7 separate regions of the Mus musculus genome follow, and regions 1, 2, 3, 4, 6 and 7 are each linked to region 5. Evidence: chromatin contacts called from public Hi-C, HiChIP or PLAC-seq and Micro-C data. All regions are on one chromosome and are shown on one strand. The core of a region is the stretch at or near the end of the contact, and the rest is flanking DNA. Distances in the headings are between cores, read along the strand shown. Region 1 overlaps Synpo2 (synaptopodin 2). Region 2 overlaps Abca4 (ATP-binding cassette, sub-family A (ABC1), member 4). Region 3 overlaps Gm46822 (a long non-coding RNA gene). Region 4 overlaps Abca4 (ATP-binding cassette, sub-family A (ABC1), member 4). Region 5 holds the start of Fnbp1l (formin binding protein 1-like). Region 6 holds the start of Usp53 (ubiquitin specific peptidase 53). Region 7 holds the start of Gclm (glutamate-cysteine ligase, modifier subunit).

Region 1 (2,790 bases), core at 60-2,559, 480 kb before region 5:
TTAGATAGTTGGGTAATTCAAAACCCATCACTTTGGGCATCCTAACAGTACTACTAAGCAGAATTATAATGCGAGACTCGCCAGCTTCCAGTGTTTCAAAGAAGACGAGTAGTTATCACTGGGACCTGTGAGGGTGACACTTCCAGCTGAGGCAGCAGCCACCCTAGATGTACCTGGGGTGGGGGGATCAACCCTTCCTGCTATGCAGACCCCATTGGAAGATTCCCCCAAGACAGACAACCCTCCCTGTCTTAGGCTTATAATTGCTGTGAAGAAACACCATGTCCAAAAGCGAGCTGGGGAGAAGAGGGTTCATCTGGCTTACCCATTCACATTCTTGTCTGTCATTGAAGGAGGTCAGGACAGGAATTCAAATAGAGCAGCAGCTGATGCAGAGGCCATGGAGGGATGTTACTTACTGCCTTGCTCCTCGGGGCTTGCTCAGCCTGCTTTCTTATAGAACCCAGGACCACCAGCCCAGGGGTGGCACCACCCACATTGGACTGAACTCTCTCATCAAGAACTCGTTAAGAAAATGCCCTACAGACTTGCCTGTAGCTCAGCCTCCTGGAGGCCCTTTGTTTTTTTTTTTTTTTTTTTCAATGGAGGCTCCATCTCCTCAGATGTCTCTAGTCTGTGTCAAGTTCATAAAATTAGCCAGCACAGTCCCTGTCAAATACTTCCAAGCAACCGTAGACCACACCTTACATTTCAGACAAGTGTGCTGAACAGACTCCATCAAACAAATTCCCAGCCCTTGTAGGCTGGTATGTGCCAGACTGTGCTCACTGCTACCAGGACCGTAGAGGACCAAGAGAAAACGGAGATCCGTGAGAAAGAACAAAAGAAAACCCTCAAATTTAGTGACAATAATACCGAGTGACAAAAATTCCCGCAAAATTAGGAATTAAGAAGCTGTGATTTGGGGACAGGGCATTGCTCAACAGTACAGTGCTTGCCCAGAAAATATGAGGTTCCAGGATCCATCCCTGATGCTGGGGAGGAAAAAGGGACTGGTTTGATTTGGTATGATCAAAAGATAATCACCTCTTAAGTAAATTCCATGTGGGATTACCCGAGATGATGCAAATACTCTCTCAGCACACAGAGGTGCACACACACACACACACACACACACACACACGCACACAAACCCTTTTATTTTTGAGATAGAGTCTCACTGTGTGTTCCTGCCCTGACAACACCCACTGACCCATTCATTCACTGCACCTCACTGTCCCCAGGCCTGCTGCAACTCCCTCTGGGGACAAAGGGTCAATGACCCGACCTGTTTTGCAGTACTTGATCTTGCCTAAGAGGTATGGTTGCTTTCCAAAGCCAGACTGAAATCTAGGTCTCCACAGAGCAAGCGCCCAGGGCCTGGGAAGGCATAGACACAAGCCTCAGAAGCCATGCAGGGAGGGACGTCAACATGACCACCTCCGCCCAGGGAATTTTTGTGGATTTTCTGGTACTTCTAGAATGTCTATGAGTCAGAAGCAGAAGTCGGAGCTCAGAAGACTCGACCTTTAAAAAAGAATCACAAATCAAAACAAGCTTGGATTTGGAATTTTGTTTCGGATATAATGAAACAGAAATGGCTTAGATTTTCATGTGTGACGTCTAGTCATAGCTAAAGACAAAACACAACTGGGCCCCAAACAGCCAAACCCCAAAAGCCACAACTGGGTCTTGAATTGGTTTACCCTTGGTCATTTTTCCCCAGTGTGTTTCAAATGTATAAATGCCGTCAACAACTGCTCACTCCAGAATAAGATCCACTATTGAGTAACCTGGATACCCCAGGTGTCAGTCTAAGGCATGAATCTGCCATTTTGAGTTTTCTTTTCTTTTTTTTTTTCCCACACTTAGCACCCAAGGATGAATACCTGACCTGCTTGTCAATGTTTGGATATGGCTAACTAATTCTTCACGGCAGCCTAGTATGAGCTCCATCGACGCTGGAATCTGAATTAGGAAAGTCTTGCTGAAAGCCAGCATAATGGTGCAATGGTGAAGGCAGTAAGATTAGGAGTTAAAGGTCTCCCTCAGCTATAGACGAATTTGGAGGCTAGCCTGGGCTTCATGAGTGCCCCCCCCCCCCCCCCCCCCCCCGCATCTCAAACCAAAGCAAGTCAGGAACTAAGTATGAGATACAGGATAAGCCACCATGCCCGTATGTCTTTCTTGTGTTTTATTACATCGTTTTCCAACTTTCATTTCCATGGGAGTAAAGATTGGCATGGCCTTACCTTGGATACTTATTTATTAGATCTGGGTGGGAGCCAGGAATTTGTCATCTGATACTTGTTTGTTTGTGCACCTCATTTTATAAAACGCATTTCTAACACCTGTCTAACAGTCCTTTAAGACTCTTAATAGTTTGTAGGCTCCCCTCATCAAAGACAACCAAACCACGCAGGGCTGTGGGCCTGCTCGGACTCTGTGAGGTGTTAAAGCAAACGTGATTACGCCTAGCGTCCACCAGGTGGCAGCAGACTCTTCTCCCTCGTAGAGCTTCCCAGACCGCCATTCCAAAGTTTGTGGCTCAGCAACTGACTTCCAGTATTGTCCTTGTTGTTTTATTAAAGATAGGAGAAGCCTCAAGATCTGATTTTGTCAGATCAGTCACTACACATCAAGGGTGAGATAAATATTTTTCAGAAGCAGAATTATAGTTTTATCACTTAAGACAGTCTTGAGCGCTTCAGCATCTTTGTAACTCTCAGAGAAGGGATTGTCAAAGAAAAGCTGCCCTTGGTTTGGGGACCTAGACCTGCTAACTCCAAT
Region 2 (2,800 bases), core at 85-2,584, 500 kb after region 5:
CACCCCTGCCCAGGAGTATCTCAACTCCAGCTCACTTACTGATGAAACAGGATGTTGTGTTGTGGACACATGCCCAGGCTCTGCCGTACTACATCCAGGTTGGTTTCAATGTCTTTTCCCCCAATGAGCACAGTTCCTGACGTCGGTGGCAACAGTCCTGTCAGGATGGACCTGCCGAACACAGGGTTAAGTGGCAGAAGAGATGGTTGTTAGAACTCACCAGGGGATGAGGGTAACCCCATACAGGGTCAGAAGGATGCTTGTAGTGACACCTGCCCTATCTCTCTATCAAACTCAAACCTGATGTAGCTGAGGGGCCCAGAACATTTCCACACAGGGTTTACTTAGCACCAGTGCCTTGCTTCAAGTCCTAGTGCCTAGACCACAAGGGCCTTCTTTCTCTACTTTTTATTTCCAAGTGTTCCTGGGCCAGTATCAAGAGCCTCGGGGATTCCCAGACTCAGACACCCCACCCCATCATCACCCAGCCATCATTGCAGCGGTCAGTTGTAGTGCCCACTGGATGGCCACTGTGGTGGTCAGTTGTGGTGCCCATTATGACTGTCTGTCAGAGTGATATTCACGGATGTGGTCAGCTACAGTGTTCACTGTTGTTTTACTCTGTGGTCAGCGGTAGTGTCCACCGTGAAGGTCTGTCATAGTGGTTGCTCCGTGGCTATTGATGTGGCCAGCCATTGTGGCCACTGTCGTAGTCACAGTTGTGGTCAGTTAAAGGGATTTAGGACCCAGCCCCACTGCTTTGCCTGGGCGTGCAGCCCTTGACAGTGGAGAAGCAGGGTTGGTGACTCTCCAAAGCTCAGTTGATGCCAGTGAGAAGCTGGGCAGCCTGTCTGCTGACTGGCTAACACAAACAAATTCGTTTGGGAATTCCAAATGTAAAAATGTGAACAATGTTGTGATTTCTCTTTTCTTTCTTCAATTATACAAAACATGTCTCCCACCTGCTTGGGTAGTTGTCTAAGTTAAGTGAATCGAACATGCTTGAAAAACAAAACAAAACAAAAACAGGCCCCAGCACAAAGTGAAACTTAAAATGTTATGCTATTCCCAGCATTAGGACAGCGCTTGTGTTCCGACCCCAGTGGAAGTTTAGTTTCTGCACTGAGTGAAGTAATGTGTTTGTCTTCTAGAGGTCCTGGGGTCTCGAATGGAGTTTCCTGTCCTCCCACCACGTGAGTTAGCAAGGAGATAGCCTTAGGATGCCACGCCCAGTTCTGTCCCAAGTTCTGATAAAATCGCATGCTATCTGAACCTGTACTTCGAAGCTGAAATGTTGATCAACCACTAGAGGGAAACAGTACCAAGCCCAATGGCACCAGCCCCGCATTCCATTCCCATTGAAAGGCCCGGGAGCACATTCCGGAGCAGGGTGTACACTGCTGTTCCTTCCCGGGGCTCTGCAAGCCAAGGATTTGATGGCTGCTGTCACATGGCTTGTTGACCCCTACCCCTCCTCCACCGGCCCATCGGCCCATCGGAGGTCTGCACCGGAGCCCTGACTGCCTGTTCTCAGCAGGTGGCGCTCGCACCCCTTCCAGAACTAAAGGATGGATGGAGGAGTCCACCCAGAGCCTCAAAGCTTCCTGCCCTTGGCCTTCTGCCAGGCAGCGAGTCTACTTCACTGTTCTCCCTACACTTTCTCAGAAAGGTAGCCATCCCATCAGAGGTCCCACACCAGCACTAAAGCATCCTAATTATTAATTGGTAGGAAACGGAGTGCTACATAAAAATAGCCCGGGGACATGGGCAGCCACGGCTTTTTATCCTCACCGTGGGAGGTGTGTGTGAGTGTATATGTTTCCACCGAAATTCAGTAAGGAAGAACAGAGTGGAGTTATTGGGGAGAGAGAATGAAGCCGGGGAATGATAGGATGGGAGACAGCCTCTCTGGCAGAGAACTCACAAGGTGGTGGTCTTTCCCGCTCCGTTGTGACCCAGGAACGCCGTGATTTGGTTCTCATAGAAAGTGATGTTCAGACGGTCCACAGCTGGCCGGCCACTGGGCTCAAAAACCTTCACCAGGTTCTTCACACACACACCAGGCACCAGCCCTGGAAGCTCGCGTTCAAAAAAGGAGTCTTGGAGGGAAAAACACATTGTAGAAACACCACATGTTAATGACGCCGTGCTTCATGAACACACTGCTTCCTTCAGACCTGTGCTCTGGCTGTAACTTCACCTGCCCATGTGGCTGCAGCTTTGTGAAGAAGATCAAAACAGGAGTAGTCATAGTTGCACTGGCCATAGATTTCACACTTACTGTGAGTTAGGCACTGTTTCCAATGTTTCCCAACAAATCCCTCACTTCACACATATAGTCCTATAGGTAGATATAACTAGGCTCTTTTCAATAGGTTAGAAAGCCCAAGACTGAGAGACATCAAGTGTTCTATCAAGGCTACATGGTGTACAAGTGGCAAGTATGGGCCCAGGGTCCATACCCATCTGAAATAGCTCCTGTCTATTATTGAGTTAACCCCGAGTTCCGTCTTTGCTTCAAGGCTCAGTCTATCGGATCTTCATAGGTTTCTGGCACCAGCCCTGACTCCTCAAGCCAGGACAACCTACTCTTCCTCATCGTAACTCCTTCCTCCCCATGCTCCGTGCCCTTTCCAGTATCAACCAACCTACTCTCCCCCTCCCCGTGACCCCCCACCCCCCACCACAGCATCTTTTCCGAAGTTCACTTATAGAGTCAAGATTACTGTCAGAGTATTAAGTCTAATTAACTAATGGTCCCTTGCTCTGTCCCCAACTCCCGTTGCATTGTCTGCCTGTG
Region 3 (2,813 bases), core at 146-2,645, 420 kb after region 5:
GTTCCTGGCAACACATCTCTCTGGGTAGGAAGGCATGTAGGTTAAGAGTCTCTTGGGAAAAAAACAAACAACAAACAACAACAACAGCAACAACAAAACAATCCCAGCCTCCTCTCTCTGACTTGCTATTGATCATTTACAAAGCGGCCACCACCCTTCTTGCTGCTCTGACTGACCATAAACAGTTCTTTTTTTCTCCGTTGCTTTCTTGAAATGAAGTCGAATCATGTAATGGCAGGCCAGTGAATTCGTTGGTGTGAAGCCATAGTAACACTCATAAGGCTTCAAGCCTTTCTGGGGTCTGCAAGAGCCCTGAGAGGAAACATCTCTCTGACCTTGCCCTAAGCACCACCTCCTGTTTTATTTATCAGACCTTTGGATCTTAGCTGGACAAAGCCTATGCCTGCCCTCTCTGAGTTGGCCGAATCTGCTCCCAGAGGCACGGGCATTCTTAGTTAACTCCAAGAGTCTCAAGTCTCTCAAAGCTTTTGTGGATCTTTTTGTCTTGTTCTTCCATCTTGGCCTGTATCTTCTTGTCTTTTCACATCATGCAAAGGTCAACCGAGACAATGCATACTCCATGGATTTCTGGTGGAATTATGATGTCTCGGGACCCCATGAAAGCAGATGTACCTGCCCTTGGTACCCGGTTCAGTATCATTTCAGCTTTGTTATTCATCCTACCCTACCCAGCCAGTCCCAATGTTTGTTTCTTCCCAGCTTTGTGAGCGCTGCCACTGTTCCAGCCTCCCCGCTCCCTTGCTGTTGAAGGAATGCCATGCTTTTGTGCAGAGCCTGACTAGTAAGCACATGTAGTGTTGGCCCTCCTTCAATTGCTGCCTGTTTCTGCCATTCTTTCTCATTAAAGGAGAGTAAAGTGTGAATGTGGGCTGGAGACAGGCCTGGGGCTGTTAGGACCTGAGTCTGACCGTGGCTCTGGCATTAAGTTTCCTTTTGCCCTCAGGTTAGTGAGTGTGTGTGTGTGTGTGTGTGTGTGTGTGTGCATATTTTTGCTGGTTCTAATTAGTAGCTTATATTGTTTCTTGAGAGCATGTTAAATATTGCTGAAAATGCTAACTATTGAAAAAAAATCCTTAACCATATAGATGTGTTCTTTGGCAATTTCCAAATCCTTTTGTCTTTACCTGGTTTTGTAACGGCCAGGGCCAGCTATCTCCATTTACATTTGTCTGAGCACCTTCAACTAGCCAACTCACTTTTCCATAGCAAAATAGGATCATCAGGCACAGACATTCATTTATGGTGGCTGTTTGAACAATTCACCAGAAAATCCAAGAATGTGGTTATGAAAGCCAAGGCCTGTTGCCAAAGGGTGATTGTATATGTGTGCACTGCTGGTAGATCACGTGCTACGTTATGCAACATCTGACCGTTGATCCTTGGATGCCATCCAAAGAGTAGTTGGACGCCTAGAGAGCTGCTTATAGCTTTGGTGGGTACTAGACGCGTTTCCATTCTGTTTGTAAACAGTCTCTCTGCTGATATATCTGACAAGGCCCAGCTGGTCATCAGACCTGGTGATCTTGCTTATAGTGTCCAGGCAAAGTTCTCTAAACGGGCCAGGGAGGAGCCAGCTCCAAGTGTGCACTAGGAACGCTGGATGTTCCCAAGATCTCTATGGTATGCTGTAGGGCAGTGTGTTTTGAATGCAGCAACTTCAGCTTGCTCTGTTGGACTTGAACAAGCTAGGCAGCTCATTAAGAAAAAAAAAAAAAACCTTAGACATGTTACATTTAAGAGCATCACTTTGTGCAGAATGAAAGATCCATTTGTTATCAGATATCTCTCGGGATAAAGGCAGTTTGGAGAGTTCTACTCAACAATTTGGCAGGAAACAGAAGTGACATATAGAAAGATCCTGCTTGGAATCTTGTCAGCAGCTGATTTATTGGTTTGCATTCTATGATGGTTCATCTGCTATGATTGGCCAAGACTTAGCTACTTGTTAAAGAATGTATTCTCAAATTAGGTTACAGTTTGTCTGGGTATTTCTAAGTTATATTTTGCTACATGAGAAGGCAGCTTTGGGATAAGGGCAATGTGTCATTTGCTCCTCGGTTTTGAGAGACTGGTCAAAACCCTGTGCATCAGCACCAGTTTCTCTCAATTGTCAGAATGAATTCATTTGATTTCAGGATGGGGTATACATGGATTTATAATACCAAATTAATGATTCTATATGTTTTCTTCACATTTTTCCTATTTTTGTTCGTTTGGTCTTTTTTCAAGATAGAGTTTCTCTGTGTAGCCCCAGCTGTCCTGGAACTAACTCTCTCTCTCTCTCTCTCTCTCTCTCTCTCTCTCTCTCTCTCTCTCTCTCTCCTGTAGACCAGATGGACTCAAACTCACAGAGATCTGCCTGCCTCTGCCTCCCAAGTGCTGGGATTAAAGGCATACATCACCACGTCCAGTCATATTTTTTACCATCTTAATCATACAGACCATTATTTAACAAAGGATGGTGGTATACAAATCTTCAAGATTCTCAAGCTTGAATATAACATATCAGGGAGGCTGAGACAGGAGGATTGCCTCAAGGTGGAGGCCAGCTGGGGCTATATAGTGGGTTCCAGGACAACCTAAGCTACATAGTAAAATTCTATCTCACAGCATCTGCAAAACAACCAAAGTAAAATAAAGTAAAAATGAAGACTATTCCCCTACTGACGGAGTCTAACACACCTTCTTCTTTTCAAGGTTGGTACTAGTTTTGACTGTGGACAGCTGTGTGCTCTGATTATGGCAAATGCAATCATACACACAAACTGGCACTTTAGTCAGTGATAGGCCAT
Region 4 (3,208 bases), core at 528-3,027, 470 kb after region 5:
AATGTTGTCTGTGGTTTCAAGATGTTTGAGGAAATCTAACATTTCTTTGGAGGCCTCCCTGGTGACAGGACCCTTGAACAGCACAGCAAACGAGAAATGGTTTGTTTGGTTTTTTTTTCTCCTTCTGTAGTACTTAAGATAATTTCCATTTCTTAATATTTAAACAAGTCAAAAACTCATCCCCAAAGTCTTTACATACCCCGCTCACGTTCATCATCTGGCCAAGGCCACTTAGAAAGCCAACAAGTGCTTCCCCGCTGATGGGGATAGCAGGGAGTTTTCCTCCGATGGAAATTCCTCCATACCTACAAGGCAGTAGGAGAGCCCCTGTCAACGCCATGATGCTTCATGCCCAGTAAGTGCCACCTCAGCTTCCGAAGGGGATGTGGATTTGGGAGGGCTTAGCCTCGCAGGCAAACAACATTGTCCCACCTTGTTCTCCAAATAGTTCTCCTACTCTCTAAATTTAGAAGCAAGCAAAGCCACATTCTAGATTCCACATTTGAGAGAAGGCATACATTTGTCTCTAAATCCAGCTCATTTGGATTAATATGTTACTCTCTGGTTTCATGCCTTTTTCTGAAACGACAGGATTCGATCCTTCTCTGTGGTGGGTGCATAGAACCTCACCCATCACATCTCTGACAGGCACCTAGGTAGGTTCCTTAGCTTGGCTGTTGCAAACAGTGCTGCAGTAAACTTGGATGTGCGAGTATCTACTGTATGTTAACATATGTTCCTTTGGAAATATGTCAGGAGTGGTATAGACCAAACCTGCTCTACTCTTAGCTTTTGGAAAGAATCTCTGCACTGATTTCCGTAGTGGCTCGATGGATATCCCCACCGATGGTGTATAAGGGTTCCTTCTCCCTCTGTATACTCATCAGCAGTTGTAGTCATCTGTCTTCCTCATGACAGCCACTGGCTGCGAGGAGATGGGGTTTAGTGTAGTTATATATATATTTTTTGGGGGGGGGTCATTTTTCTATTTCTTTAAAAAAATACATTATATTTATTTATTTATCCTGGATCATTTTTCTATTTCTTTAAAAAAATACATTATATTTATTTATTTATCCTGGTGGGGGCATACATATATGTGGAGGTCACGAGACACCTGGCAAGAGTCAGGTTTTTGTTTCGTTTTTCTTTTTTTCCTTTTTACAATCAGCTCTTGGTTTTACAATCTGAATCCAGAGGATTGAACTCGGGTCATCAGGCTTGGTAGCAAGGGCCTTAACCTTCTGAGCTATCACATCCCCGTTTTCCAGTTCCCGTGAAGAACGTCATCTGCAGCATGCTGATGGAAATCACCGGTGTTGAGGTAGCCTCCCTAGCACAGCTGTAGCCATTTGCTCCATATCTAGCAGCTACTTCCTATTGTTACTGTAATATGCCCGCCAGTCATGGTCACAGAAAAAGAACTGGACTCAGAGCAGGGGCATGCAGATCACCTACCCTGTTGCAGACCACCTACCCTGTTAGGTTCCGATTATTCTGCGGTTTGTTAATCTTAAGAAATTCCCCATCTGCAGCCGTCACTCATGACCAAGCAAGATAGGGGTTGGCTTGAACTGTTCTGTCTAAATTACTAAGGAAACATGAGAAAAGACCAACCGGTCTACAGCTCCCCCACATCTGCATATGAACTCATTATGGGTTTTGCAGTTTTAGCCTTTATAAGTTGGCCCCGAGAAATGTCCAGCGCACAGCTAGCTTTCAGCTCTAGAGTCTGAGCTGTTCCCTTGGTCACTCAGTCTTTGGATATACGTTCAGTAAACCATCCCTGCTTGACTGAGATTAGTGTTCTTGTGGTTTGCAGGGTGACTTCTGAACCCCAACAATTGGCATGTTGACAGGAGTAATTGTCATGTTGATGGAGGTCATTGTCATGTTGATGGGGATCATTGTCATGATGATAGGGGTCATTGTTATGTTGATGGGGCCCATTGGCATGTTGATGGAGTCATTGTCATGCTGATGGAAGTCATTGTCATGTTGATGGAGATTGTGTTGAATCTGTAGATTGCTTTGAGTGATATCAGTATTTTTCTTGATGTCAATTCTGTTGATCTAAATTCACATTTTGAGATAGTCTTACTATATTGCTCAAGCTAGCCTTGCACTCCTGTACTCAAGTGACTCTCTTGTTTCAGTCTCCCAGTCACTGGAACTAGAAATAAAGGCCACTGTATCCAGATTTAAGCCCATGTTTGCTTGCTTGCTTGGTTTTGTTTTGTTTTTTGTTTTGTTTTTTTGAGACAAGGTTTCTTTGTGTGACAGTCCTGGCTGTCCTGGAACCCACCCCATAGACCAGGCCTCAAACTCACAGAGATCTGCCTGCCTCTGCCTCTTCAGTACTGGGATTAAAGGCATGTGCCACAACAGCCCAGGCTAAGCTGGTTTTTAATTCTTTCCCATTTCTATTCCAAGATGGTGTCTGGACCTTTATCCTGGTGTAACTCCATCTTCTTCATCATTTCCCTTAAAGTCTTGTCCTGTCTATGTCAAACTCTACATGCTTCAGGCTACCTCCAAGTCTCTTTGCTGGCTTTTCTTAAGGTACTCTTCCCTTTTATAAACACCTAGCTAATTCCTGCTCATTTTCCCTGGGTTAGCCCTTTTTGATGTCTTCCTTGACTTTACTGTGGGCCTAACTTGTGATTTCTCTTTTGTGTCTTCTCTGCCCTTTGCAGATAGTTTAGGCACTATCCAATACCACCACTCCTTTCTGTGTCTCTTAGTCCCATGCCTGGCTTAGACAGCCCAACTCTCTTCTGTCTCAACTCTTGTCTGTCTCTCTCTCTCTCTCTCTCTCTCTCTCTCTCTCTCTCTCTTTCTCTCTTTTTTGAGGGGGTATCAAGGCAGGGTTTCTCTATGTTCCTGGAATTCACTTTGTAGAGCAGGCTGGTCTTGAACTCACAGAAATTTGCCTGCCTCTGTCTCCCAGGTGCTAGGACTAAAGGTATGTGCCACCACCACCTGTCAACTCTTGTCATTCTTAACTTGGGTCTCCACCTTTGGGGTTACCTTCTTTCACATAAAGATGAGAAAGTGAGTGTGTCAATGGTTGGCTTATAACTCTGATGCGGGAGGAGACCCCAGTTCTTCAACAGACAAAATTAAGTCCCACCCACTCTAACTAAGTCCCACACTAACACCAAGCCCTGCTCACTAGTGACTAAGTCCCGCCCATTCTAAGACTAAG
Region 5 (3,182 bases), core at 451-2,950:
GCTTCCACGGCAGAGCGTAGGTAAGTTACATCTTAGAACTGGAATAGCTCTAAAGGAGACATTGCTACAGTAACTTCATACTATCTAGAGAGTGAGAGTGAGACCGGAGAGGTGACTGTTAGAAGACATACTTTGACAGAGACAGGCCTTTTTGAAATAGAGAAATCCAGAAAAATGGTGGAAAGAAGTTATTTCTTAGGAAGATATTCTCTCTTACCAACACCCCACCCCCACCCTCCAACCACTGCACACTCTGTAACCCAGGCTAGCCTCTGACTCCTGTAGTTACGCCTCTCCCCTCCGGAGCACTAAAATTACAGGTGTGCGTCATCACACTTGGCTTCAGCGACTTTCAAAGAACATTAAAAAAAAAAAAAAAAAAAAAAAAGACCGGCCTTAACCTAATTAGAAGAGAGTATTCATTTGCTCAGCCTACCTCAGAAAAGGATAGCAAAGAATTTGGTGAGTGGTGGTTAGACTGCCTGGAGAGCTCTGGCTATTTGCCTGGACTTCAATGGGGAGCAGAACTAGGTAAACAGGAAGGCTGGGGCGGAAGAAGCTGGAACACCTGTGTTGGTCCCGGTCCCGGTCCCGTAGGGAGGAGTTTCAAGGCTGATAAGACGTCCGTTGGTGGGGGGACCTTGAAGCATTCAGTTGTCATGACTCACTGAAGAGTACTCTACTGGTTCTAGAGTGAAAATGTGTGTGTTTTAAGCGACAAGCAATTAATACTAAAGCATATGCTGGGGAGTTAGTGAGCAGACTGTACGCGGTATCTAGTAGCACCAGCCAAACTTGCTGACTGCCAGTGGAGGCAGGCTGGGAAATAACTCAGCACAGCTAAAAGCAAGAGGTCGTCTGCAGCCAAGATTCCTATCGGAGGCAAGAGACGCCTCAGGCTCTGAACAGGTTGTTGAAGGGCTGTGAGGAGGGAGAGACCGGTCCCTGGAGGTAGCCACGAGCCTAGAATTCAGGCAAGCTCAGCAGCGTCTCACCTCCTGCAGGTGTCAGTCGGGTTCGCTTTCCACCAAGTCTTATCTTTTACCATGGCAACGTCCCCAAAAGATTACGGGATCGCTTGCCTCTTAAAAAAAAGAAAAAAAGGTTTCCCGAAAGAACTTACAATAAAATCAAAATGCTTTATTAAAAACAAAAACAAAAACCAGACACGTCGTGTGACACGTTGCATTCACATTGGACGTTTGACCTCTACAGGTCTGTGGTTCCCGGGGATCCCAGGCTGAAGCGCCAAGCCTGGACGGAGAAGTTACCTTACGAAGGCAGATTTTTTTTAACTAAACACACGCACACACCCCTCTGCTCCAACGTCTGGACGTGGTTTCTTTGTCAGGGCTCCGCAAAGAACGCTGACGTGTGGGGTCGCCTCCTTTGAGGGGGGGGGTCTCCGAGCAAGGCAGGGACCGTGGGCGTCCTCCCTGGCTCTCCATCTTGGAGCGGGAGTCTGAGTGCGGCTTTTGCTGAGCCCGGAGGCCGGAGCGGACGCCGCCGAGGGTCCGAGGATCCCCGCCCCGGGCGAGCTGTTCGGAGGAGACCCCCGCCGGCCCCCGCGCGCGCGAGTGCGGGCCCGCCCCGATCCCAGGGTGCACCGCGGCCCGCCCCCTCCCCGCCGTCCCGCCTCCCCTCGGCCCCGGCCCCCTCCCTCCCTCCTTCCCTCCCTCCCTCCCCGCTGCCGGGAGGCGGGGACGCGGCGGCGGCTCGCTTCAGTCGTGTCTCTCTCACTCACTGGGGAACCCGGTGGTGGTGGCGGCAGCTTTCGAGGCAGACGCTGAGGAGGGGAAAGTCGGGACGAGAGAGGACAGCGGGAGCAGCCGGCCGGCGCCAGTCGCCTCAGGTTCCGCCATGAGCTGGGGCACCGAGCTGTGGGTGAGTGTGGGGAGCAGAGCGGCTCGCGCCGTCGGCGGGAGCCCCGGGCTTGGCGCGCCGCGGACTCCGGCGCCTCTTTGTGCCGCGAGAGCCCGCTCGGCTGCGGGCGGGGAGGCGACGGGGCGGCTGCCTGGGGCTCCCTCCGAGGGGCCCGGGCCGCAGCCCTGGACGGCCGCTGCCGTCCCCTCTCCAGCCTCTGCCTGACTTTGCGGACGGGTGCCCGGCCGGGCGCCGCGCCTTTGTACCGCGCGCCCGACGGCGGGGGAGGGAGCCATTGTCCCGAAGGGGCGCCGCTCGGATCCCCGCGCCGCGCGCCTGGGCGACGCCCCAGCTCCAGGTAGGGGGAGCCGGGCGGCTTTGTTCCCAGCCCGGCCTGGGGCCAGCCAGGCCCAACCCACACGCCCATTTCCCTCTCTTGCTGCCTCCTTGCTCGGGACCTAGGGCGCCCGCGACTCCGCGCCGGCCAGCTCCGGTTGCAGCCTCTCTGGGCTGGCGGGTCTGCTTTTGTGACCCGAATTAGGTAGTGGGATCGAGGAAGGGACGCTCATTTTGGCGAAAGGAGCGCGCGGCTTGCCGATCGCTTGATTTCCCTCTCGTTCTTTATTCTCTCTCCTCTCTCTCTCTCTCTCTCTCTCTCTCTCTCTCTCTCTTTCTCTCTCTCTCTCTCTCGTGTGTGTATGTGTGTGTGTGTCTGTCTCTCTCTTTTTTCTCTCTCTCTCTCTTTCTTCCGTGCCTTTCCTGGGCGCTGGAGGCTGCAGACAATACCCAATGTCCGACCAAGGTGCAGGCGGAGGGTTATAGGTCGAGGAATTCGCTCCGGACGCCGTCACCTGAGGGTGGAGGTGTGCATGGCAGTGATTTCTCAGGTGCGGCCGGGAAAATTGGCGGCGTGGGGGCGCTGTCTCGAGCGAGCGCCGCCTGGCCTCTGCCACTCCCCTTTTTATCCCACCTGTGCATATTTTCCGTGCCTTTGTTTGCGAAAATCTCCGGGAATCTCTGTAGCGGGAGAGGAGGGACAAGTTTCGAGTATGTACGCTCACTGGGATTCGAAACAGATCGTTTAGTCGCGAGGCCGAATGTTTTCTCCTTTTCCACGTGCTGTAGATTGGGAATTTTAGAAGTGACACTTAAAAGCTCATCTAGTCACCCACTTAACCCTGCCCCAGGAATCTGTCCTGTAGCACTCTGCAGAAGTGTTTGCCCAGTCTGCAAACATAACCATCAAGACAAAATACCTCAGGAGCCTCTCCACTTGATTGTTCTGATAATGGTGAGCGTCATTTGTAAACGAATCATGT
Region 6 (3,226 bases), core at 711-3,210, 360 kb before region 5:
TATCTGTCTCTTGCATCTTTTCCCGATCTTTCCTATAATCCGCCTCACTCCCCAAAGGACTGTTTTGATTTCATAGCAGCCAGACTCAACTATGCCCTAGAACTTCAGTGAAAAAAAAAAAGATAGTTCTTGCTCTCTAGGGCTTAGTTAATATGCAATTGCTTGTCAGACCTCCTCATGAATGTTTTTATAGGTAAAAGACTTCGCCTAACATCTAATTTTGCCTCAATCTCTTAGCTGCTTTTTCTCCTTGTTGCATTTCACAGTACCCCACCCCATCAGCCATGACTTACCACACCTAGCTATAATGACTTCCAGGAACTACTGGATCCCCGCTCCTCTGGACAGAAAGTTGCTACTCCTACCAGTCCTCAGAGGCAGGAATTTAGCCACAGGGTAGTACATTCCTCAGTCTGAGTTATCAGAAAGAGGTATGCTGGTACTAGGAAGTGCTGGGCTTCACCTAGATGATCTAGTGTATTCTCTGACACACCAAAGCTACTCCCTTGTAGGAACCCTTAACCAATGTGGTGAAGATGGTTCCTTCATAATTTAGGTCTGCTCACCCAGGGACTGTTTGAATCTAACCCCCAACATTCACCTCACATCGAGGAACAGTAATTCTGAGTTAATACAACCACACTGTGACCTTCCTAACTACCATTTTTTTTTTTTCCTGGGGGAACAAGGCGTTCAGATCTTGTTACGTCAAGAGTAGGACATTAACATAACTAAACCTGGACTGCTTGTTCCTTGGTCTATTTTTAAGACATATTTAAGGCACTCATGTAAAATACATCCGAGAATACACAATATAGCTGAAGGGGAAAGAGGTGACAGAAGATATATTAAACAACACCTCAAAACAGAGTGCACCCGAGAGGAAACAGTATGGTGCCAATTCTTTACATTTCTAAGAGCTGGTTTCTCCGGCTCCTTCCCGTCGAGGTTTTAATGTTAATGTTGAGGACGGCGTCTATGGCTTCATGTTACTTCTTTTATGTGGTACATAATAAATTCTCACTGATCCCGGGTCAAACACAATAACCTCACTGCATGTCACCCACCAACCTGCAGGGTCTCCCTCATGCGATTTCTTCAGGTAAACTGGAGTCCCCTTTGAGTTTATCTAAGTCAACTTTTATGACTCACGCCAGCTTTGGAAATGTCTTCCAAACCTACATCTACCTTTTTGAGTCATCTTAATCATCAGCCAGGTTTTTTTTTCCCCCCTTTGTTTTGTTTTTCCTTTTAATTATCATCCCAAATAAAAGTTTCCCAGACAAAGGCTAGTCTGGTTCGCAGCAGCAGCAGCTTGCAACTCAAAACCTGCTCCACATCGCGGAGAGGATGCTGCCAAAATTTCTGACAAATACTAACTGGGTCAGCGCGGTTATGAAGACGTTCGTTTTATTAGTGGTCACGAAAGCCCCACTTAGGGAAAATACATTCGCGCCAAAGGACACCATTCAACTGCAAACAGACCGTACCGACTCCCTAAGGGGACCGCCGGGGTGCCGACCCAGCAATGGCTGAAACCCACAGAACCCCGGCTCAGATCCCCGCGCATCCGCACTCAGGCTGCAAAGCCGCCAACCAAGGCGGACGACGGCGGGACGCCCGCGTCTGCCGTGGAAATCCGCCGCAGTCCCCAGCCCACCACGCAGCCGCTCGCCGATCCGCCACGTCCCGTCTCACAGCCCGCCCCGCGCGCCACCCCCGCGTCGGGGCAGAAGCCCGAGCCCTGCTCTCGCGGGATCTCGCGCCTCACACAAGCCCTCGGAAAGGGAGCATCACCCGCGGGAAAGCCGGGAACTCACGTGCGGGGGCGGGGCGGGGCGGGGCGAGACGAGGAGGCGGGCCCGGCGCAAGGGGGCGGGGCGTCCTGACGCGGGGGAAGGCGGGGTCCAGAGACCTGTTGATCGCAGGTGTCACTGCCCAGACCGGCCCCTGGGTCTTGGGCGTGCGCGCATGCTCTGCGCGGGTCTGGCGGCTGAAAGCGGCGGTGTGGCCGTCTGTCCCTGTGCGTGTCGCTTTGCCTGTCACGACGTTGTGGGTGTCGGCGCGAGGCGGAGCCGGGCCAGTGGGACTGGAAGGGCTACGGCGCCGGGAGGTAGAGCTTGGGGTGAGTCGCGGGAGCCCCCGCTGGGCAGAGGGCGGAGGACTCTCGGTCCCCACGGCCTGGCCCCGCTCGGGCGCGCTAACCCGGGTGGCCGCAGGCTGAGGGCGGGATTGGGCCGGGTCGGGATGCGCTGGCCAGGCTCCTGCGGTTCCCGGTGCAGCCCCACAGCTGCCGGAGCACTGAGCCTTCACCAGGGCTCCAGCGTGATTGGCGTTCCTCCTTGGCGGAGCAGACTGGATTGGATGTGATAGAATCTTGGCTTGGTTGGTTTCTCAGTAGCTGGACAGACGGACGGAGTTAATGTTTAGCTTCTAAACGGCGGTTTACGGTACAATTACCAAACTACTCGCCGGCGGCGCGGGGGAACAGGAAGTGCCTGCGCAGGTGTAACCGGGAGGATGTGAAGCCCTGCAATCTGAGCCTGTTTTGAGGTTTTGTTATTCTCCTGGGGTTTGTTTTCTCCGTGCAGATCCCGATAAATGCTTGCAAAAACGTACTGCACGTCCTTATCTGCTTGCGGTCTTCCATAGCTGGAAACATATTCTTTCCTCCAAATATATTTTCAAGGCTACTTTTGAGGTACATGGGCAGTAAACCTAAGTTCTCTGTGGTGAGCCCTGGAGCTTGTTTAAGACCAGGCACGCTGATTTTCACCTTTAAAAGGTGGAGCCAGTGCTGACACGAAGTTATGATAGAATGGATTGGTGACATTGATAACTTGTCAGTTTTATTTTCTGTTGTTTTCAATTCTGTGTCGATGATGGTCGAGGCAGAGATCCCTCATCCTATTCTGTTAAAGAAAAAAGGAAAAAAAAAATAGTGAAGAAAGGGTCTTCAAAAGTAATGTGTGATTTATCTGCTATTGTCAGAAGAATTCCTAATAGATTTTCTGCGGGCAAGAGTTGTATGGAAAATAAGGTTTTTGACTTATCTTTTAGAGACTTTTAAAGTGAGCTCCTTTGGACAACTTGCTATAAACTTACAGAAGTGATTTGTTTAGTTTGTAAATCGAATCAATGTATTAAGTATTTTTCCCAAAGGATAAAAAACAAGAGACCCTCCAAACAAGCCTTTTCCTTAGGATTTTTTTTTTTATTTATAAAG
Region 7 (2,912 bases), core at 332-2,831, 370 kb after region 5:
GTGCAGAGTATTTTCATACCCCATCTTTTCCTTACCACAACTACTTGATGAGAGAATATTACTCAAGGTTAAAGTTATAGCCGGGAAAACAGTCTCAAAGTCAAATAGCTCCTAGGTGTAACTGTTTCTTTTTTAAAATGTTTCCATTTATCTTATTTATTTTTTGAGCCAGGACCTCATCACATGGTAGCCCAGGCTGGCCTCGAATTCTACATTCTATTGCCTTAGCCCACTGAGGCTGCGTATTAGAAGAGCCCACCACCATACCCAGCTTATTACTCCCCACACATAATTGCACATCTGTCTTGTTTTGTTGTTTTAAGTAGTATACATGTTCCATATTATCAATACGCCTCTGCAATGAGTTGCACGGTCCATGGAGAACCACTGGCTCAGGAATGGGCCATTAACACAAATATAACACATTTTAATTCTAGATTAATCTGTCACTTCCAACTACACATTAGGTTTTTTGGGGGCGTGGGGGTTGGGGCTGACACTGGGTAGCCCTAGCTGTCCTGGAGTTCAATATACAAACCAGGCTGACCTCGAACTCAGAGATCCTACTGCTATTGCCTCCCTAGGGGCCGGGATTAAAGGCGTGTACCACCTGCCCCTCTTTAATGGTTTTGAAGCAAATACAATGTTAACATCCAGTAAGTTATTTGTCCCAAATCCAAATTCAGTACAATAGAGAAAGCAATGTCAACAATATCAAAGTTAAACCTATTGTTAGTCCATCTACCAAACACTAAACCTTTATCTTTCCTTTACCTTGGCTAAGGGAGAGGGACGGAAGATGAAGACGCGGGGCTGCAGTGGCTCTGTCCAGCCAGACAGGGGACCCGGTGGCCCTCAAGAGTTGTGCGATCAACTCCGACCGGCGGAGGCGCCCCTCGCCCCGCAGTGGCACCTGCCAAGCCGGGATAGTACCCAGCTCACTTCGGTACCTCCGAAGCGGGTCGAGCTCCGGAGAGCCCTGCTTGTCCCCACTTCGAGGAGACCCTCGGCCCCCACCGTGCTCACCTCCTCGCTGTGCGTGGACGGGCACTTTTTTCGCAGGCGGCCCCAGTTGAGCAGGTTCCCGGTCTGCAGGTGCAGGGTGCTGGCCCGCGCCAGGAGCGCCCCGGCCGCGCGGCTGTCGGTGCCCATGGCAGCTGCCGCCGGAGGGGACCGGGTAGCGCCGGAGCCGCGGAGAGATGGCGAGCGGGCGGGCAGGCGGGCGGGCGAGTGGGCAGACGGCTGCCTCGCAGGGCGCGGCGGTGCCCCAGGCCCCAGAGGAGAGCGCGAGGCTGCCGACTCCGCGCGGCCACAGCCCGGTGTGCGCTCGGGCCCGAGGAGGCCGGGCGGCGACGGAGAGGCGGTCCCGGAGGGAGGGAAGGAAGGGAGGGAGGCGCCGGCGCGGACGGTCGCTGCGGCTTCTGCGGCCGCCACCGCCGCCGCCGCTGAAACGAGGGAGCTGTTTCCTGGAAGACAATGACTAAGCAGAAACCTCACCCGAGAAAGTGCTTCGTAACCGTTACTCGTCCCGCGGCGGGCCAGGGGCGGGGCGCAGGCCCGCGGGTGACTGGCCCTCGGCCTGCGGCGGGCGTGGCGCCGGGCGGCCGGGAGCGGGCGGCGCCGCGGGGGAGAACAGCGCGCGGACGTGCGCCCCCTGCCGGCCAGAGCGCGGCGCGCGGCCTACGCCGCCAGCGCCTCGTGAGAGTTGACGGTGCGCCCGGGAGCGCCGCTCAGCCAATGGCCGCCCGCGCTGCGGCCCTGGACACGCCCTCTTCGAGAGGACCGCCGGAGGTCCATCCTCCCAGGCCTTGAGAGCGTGCCTGCTTCTGTGTCTAAGGAGCTGATGCGATGGCGCGAGTGTCTCATTGCCCGCGCCCCGCTCTGTTTTTTAAATTTATTTTTATTTTTTCCTTTTGCTTTGCTTTGCCCAAGAGTCTTTCCCCCAAACTGATCATTCTTCTTCCAGCGTGTTGATTTACCTATTTGCTGGTGCTGTATGAAACCAGAGAGTACAACTTTAATTTTCCCCTTTCAGAAGCCTAATCCTTCGAGAGAAAGGCCTCAGCCCATGAAACATTAAACAATAAAAATACCACGGGGCAGTTAGTTTCCAGGTCAGTTAAGCATAAGGAACAGATGGTAACAGAGAACGTTTTATGATTCACACTTTTACAAGTTGTTCGTGATTCTTCCCCATTCCCACTGGAGATGGCTGGGTATAATAGCAAACTGACCGTTTATTAAAGTTTTACCCAGGAAACAAACTTTTTAACAAACCAGTCAGGTATGTTAGAGCCAGGTGAGATTTTCATTATAAGGCGGCAAAATCTTTTCAAAAGAAACATGAATCTGAGTTGGTAAACTACTAAGAAATAGGAAAGGCTGGAAGATCGTTCCAGAAAAAGTGAGGCTGGTGTTGGGTACATCTTTGTGCACATCCAATGAGCAAGAATCCATGGAGAAGAGGTTTCCCAGGAGCAGCCCCTCACATGGCCTTACTTAAATATAAACAATTGATTCTTCTGATGAATTTTTTATGGTCATTGTTAGACTTTTGATTATATTCTCTTAAAAGTCCATGTAAATATTTGGTTAAAACTTAGTGGTCGCCGGGTGGTGGTGGCACACGCCTTTAATCCCAGCACTTGGGAGGCAGAGGCAGGTGAATCTGTGAATTCATGGCCAGCCTGGTCTACATAGAGAGTCCCAGGACAGCCAGAGCTAGGTAGAGAGACTCTGTCTCAAAACAAACATACAAAAATATTGTTTATTTGTGTGTATGTGTGTTTTCTTCCATGAGTTTATGGGCACCGTTCAGGGCCCCTGGAGGCCACAGGACATCAGATCTGCCGTTGGGTAGGTAGTTGTGATGAGTTACTAAGAGAAGGTATGGTGAGTCCTTAGTTCAGTAC

Evidence for each region. A called contact is a pair of places that touch in the nucleus more often than the background predicts. HiChIP or PLAC-seq counts read pairs in DNA pulled down with a chosen protein or histone mark.
Region 1: a contact with region 5 is called in a Hi-C map of olfactory sensory neurons, with 3 times the contacts expected there. The contact joins the enhancer-like site here to the promoter of Fnbp1l in region 5. A contact is called at or near these places in 2 of 484 Hi-C or Micro-C datasets (group 2 innate lymphoid cells and olfactory sensory neurons) and 3 of 115 datasets of contacts at active chromatin or transcription factors (embryonic stem cells and stem cell-derived neural progenitor cells).
Region 2: a Hi-C map of cerebral cortex shows a contact between it and region 5, with 2.6 times the contacts expected there. The contact joins the enhancer-like site here to the promoter of Fnbp1l in region 5. A contact is called at or near these places in 4 of 484 Hi-C or Micro-C datasets (cerebral cortex, cortical neurons, embryonic stem cells and 1 more), 5 of 115 datasets of contacts at active chromatin or transcription factors (the NIH/3T3 cell line, astrocytes, embryonic basal ganglia and 2 more) and 1 of 9 other capture datasets (embryonic stem cells).
Region 3: a contact with region 5 is called in an HNF4G HiChIP or PLAC-seq map of pancreatic cancer cells. The contact joins the enhancer-like site here to the promoter of Fnbp1l in region 5. A contact is called at or near these places in 1 of 39 promoter capture datasets (cranial neural crest), 3 of 484 Hi-C or Micro-C datasets (granulocyte-monocyte progenitors, liver and pancreatic cancer cells) and 8 of 115 datasets of contacts at active chromatin or transcription factors (bone marrow-derived macrophages, embryonic limb bud, embryonic stem cells and 2 more).
Region 4: a contact with region 5 is called in an H3K27ac HiChIP or PLAC-seq map of embryonic stem cells, with 3 times the contacts expected there. The contact joins the enhancer-like site here to the promoter of Fnbp1l in region 5. A contact is called at or near these places in 1 of 484 Hi-C or Micro-C datasets (stem cell-derived neural stem cells) and 9 of 115 datasets of contacts at active chromatin or transcription factors (the NIH/3T3 cell line, craniofacial prominence, embryonic stem cells and 3 more).
Region 6: a Micro-C map of embryonic stem cells shows a contact between it and region 5, with 6 times the contacts expected there. The contact joins the promoter of Usp53 here to the promoter of Fnbp1l in region 5. A contact is called at or near these places in 4 of 484 Hi-C or Micro-C datasets (all in embryonic stem cells), 4 of 115 datasets of contacts at active chromatin or transcription factors (embryonic stem cells and stem cell-derived epiblast-like cells) and 1 of 9 other capture datasets (liver).
Region 7: a Micro-C map of embryonic stem cells shows a contact between it and region 5, with 6 times the contacts expected there. The contact joins the promoter of Gclm here to the promoter of Fnbp1l in region 5. A contact is called at or near these places in 4 of 39 promoter capture datasets (the 3T3-L1 cell line, the HPC-7 cell line, liver and 1 more), 3 of 484 Hi-C or Micro-C datasets (all in embryonic stem cells), 19 of 115 datasets of contacts at active chromatin or transcription factors (the 230-238 cell line, the NIH/3T3 cell line, astrocytes and 12 more) and 4 of 9 other capture datasets (adipose tissue, embryonic stem cells, liver and 1 more).

What each region holds. Positions count from the first base shown.
Region 1 is chr3:123,103,095-123,105,884 of GRCm38.p6, reverse strand. The region is part of intron 4 of Synpo2 (synaptopodin 2); the gene reads left to right. Among named protein-coding and RNA genes, the nearest start is that of Myoz2, 70 kb to the right of the region's middle. Within about 2 kb of position 1,309, at least 45 of the 459 cell types and tissues checked have an H3K27ac peak or open chromatin away from gene starts, as enhancers often do. A contact at or near this core is called in olfactory sensory neurons, where this site is marked.
Region 2 is chr3:122,120,930-122,123,729 of GRCm38.p6, reverse strand. It overlaps Abca4 (ATP-binding cassette, sub-family A (ABC1), member 4), which reads right to left. Exons shown (of 50, transcript NM_007378.1): 19 at 1,925-2,099; 20 at 40-171. The region is part of intron 2 of Gm40138 (a long non-coding RNA gene); the gene reads left to right. Among named protein-coding and RNA genes, the nearest start is that of Gm40138, 4.1 kb to the left of the region's middle. Within about 2 kb of position 1,334, at least 175 of the 459 cell types and tissues checked have an H3K27ac peak or open chromatin away from gene starts, as enhancers often do. A contact at or near this core is called in the NIH/3T3 cell line, astrocytes, cerebral cortex and 2 more, where this site is marked.
Region 3 is chr3:122,197,808-122,200,620 of GRCm38.p6, reverse strand. The region is part of intron 5 of Gm46822 (a long non-coding RNA gene); the gene reads left to right. Among named protein-coding and RNA genes, the nearest start is that of Gm40137, 12 kb to the left of the region's middle. Within about 2 kb of position 1,395, at least 83 of the 459 cell types and tissues checked have an H3K27ac peak or open chromatin away from gene starts, as enhancers often do. A contact at or near this core is called in bone marrow-derived macrophages, granulocyte-monocyte progenitors, liver and 1 more, where this site is marked.
Region 4 is chr3:122,144,295-122,147,502 of GRCm38.p6, reverse strand. It overlaps Abca4 (ATP-binding cassette, sub-family A (ABC1), member 4), which reads right to left. Exons shown (of 50, transcript NM_007378.1): 33 at 200-305; 34 at 1-72. Among named protein-coding and RNA genes, the nearest start is that of Gm40138, 19 kb to the right of the region's middle. Within about 2 kb of position 1,777, at least 6 of the 459 cell types and tissues checked have an H3K27ac peak or open chromatin away from gene starts, as enhancers often do. A contact at or near this core is called in embryonic stem cells, where this site is marked.
Region 5 is chr3:122,618,232-122,621,413 of GRCm38.p6, reverse strand. It overlaps Fnbp1l (formin binding protein 1-like), which reads left to right and starts at 1,700. Exons shown (of 14, transcript NM_153118.3): 1 at 1,700-1,884. The coding sequence starts at 1,861.
Region 6 is chr3:122,983,181-122,986,406 of GRCm38.p6, reverse strand. It overlaps Usp53 (ubiquitin specific peptidase 53), which reads left to right and starts at 1,960. Exons shown (of 16, transcript NM_133857.3): 1 at 1,960-2,125.
Region 7 is chr3:122,244,226-122,247,137 of GRCm38.p6, reverse strand. It overlaps Gclm (glutamate-cysteine ligase, modifier subunit), which reads right to left and starts at 1,581. Exons shown (of 7, transcript NM_008129.4): 1 at 1,027-1,581. The coding sequence starts at 1,152. It overlaps Gm46822 (a long non-coding RNA gene), which reads left to right and starts at 2,766. Exons shown (of 6, transcript XR_001783970.1): 1 at 2,766-2,912.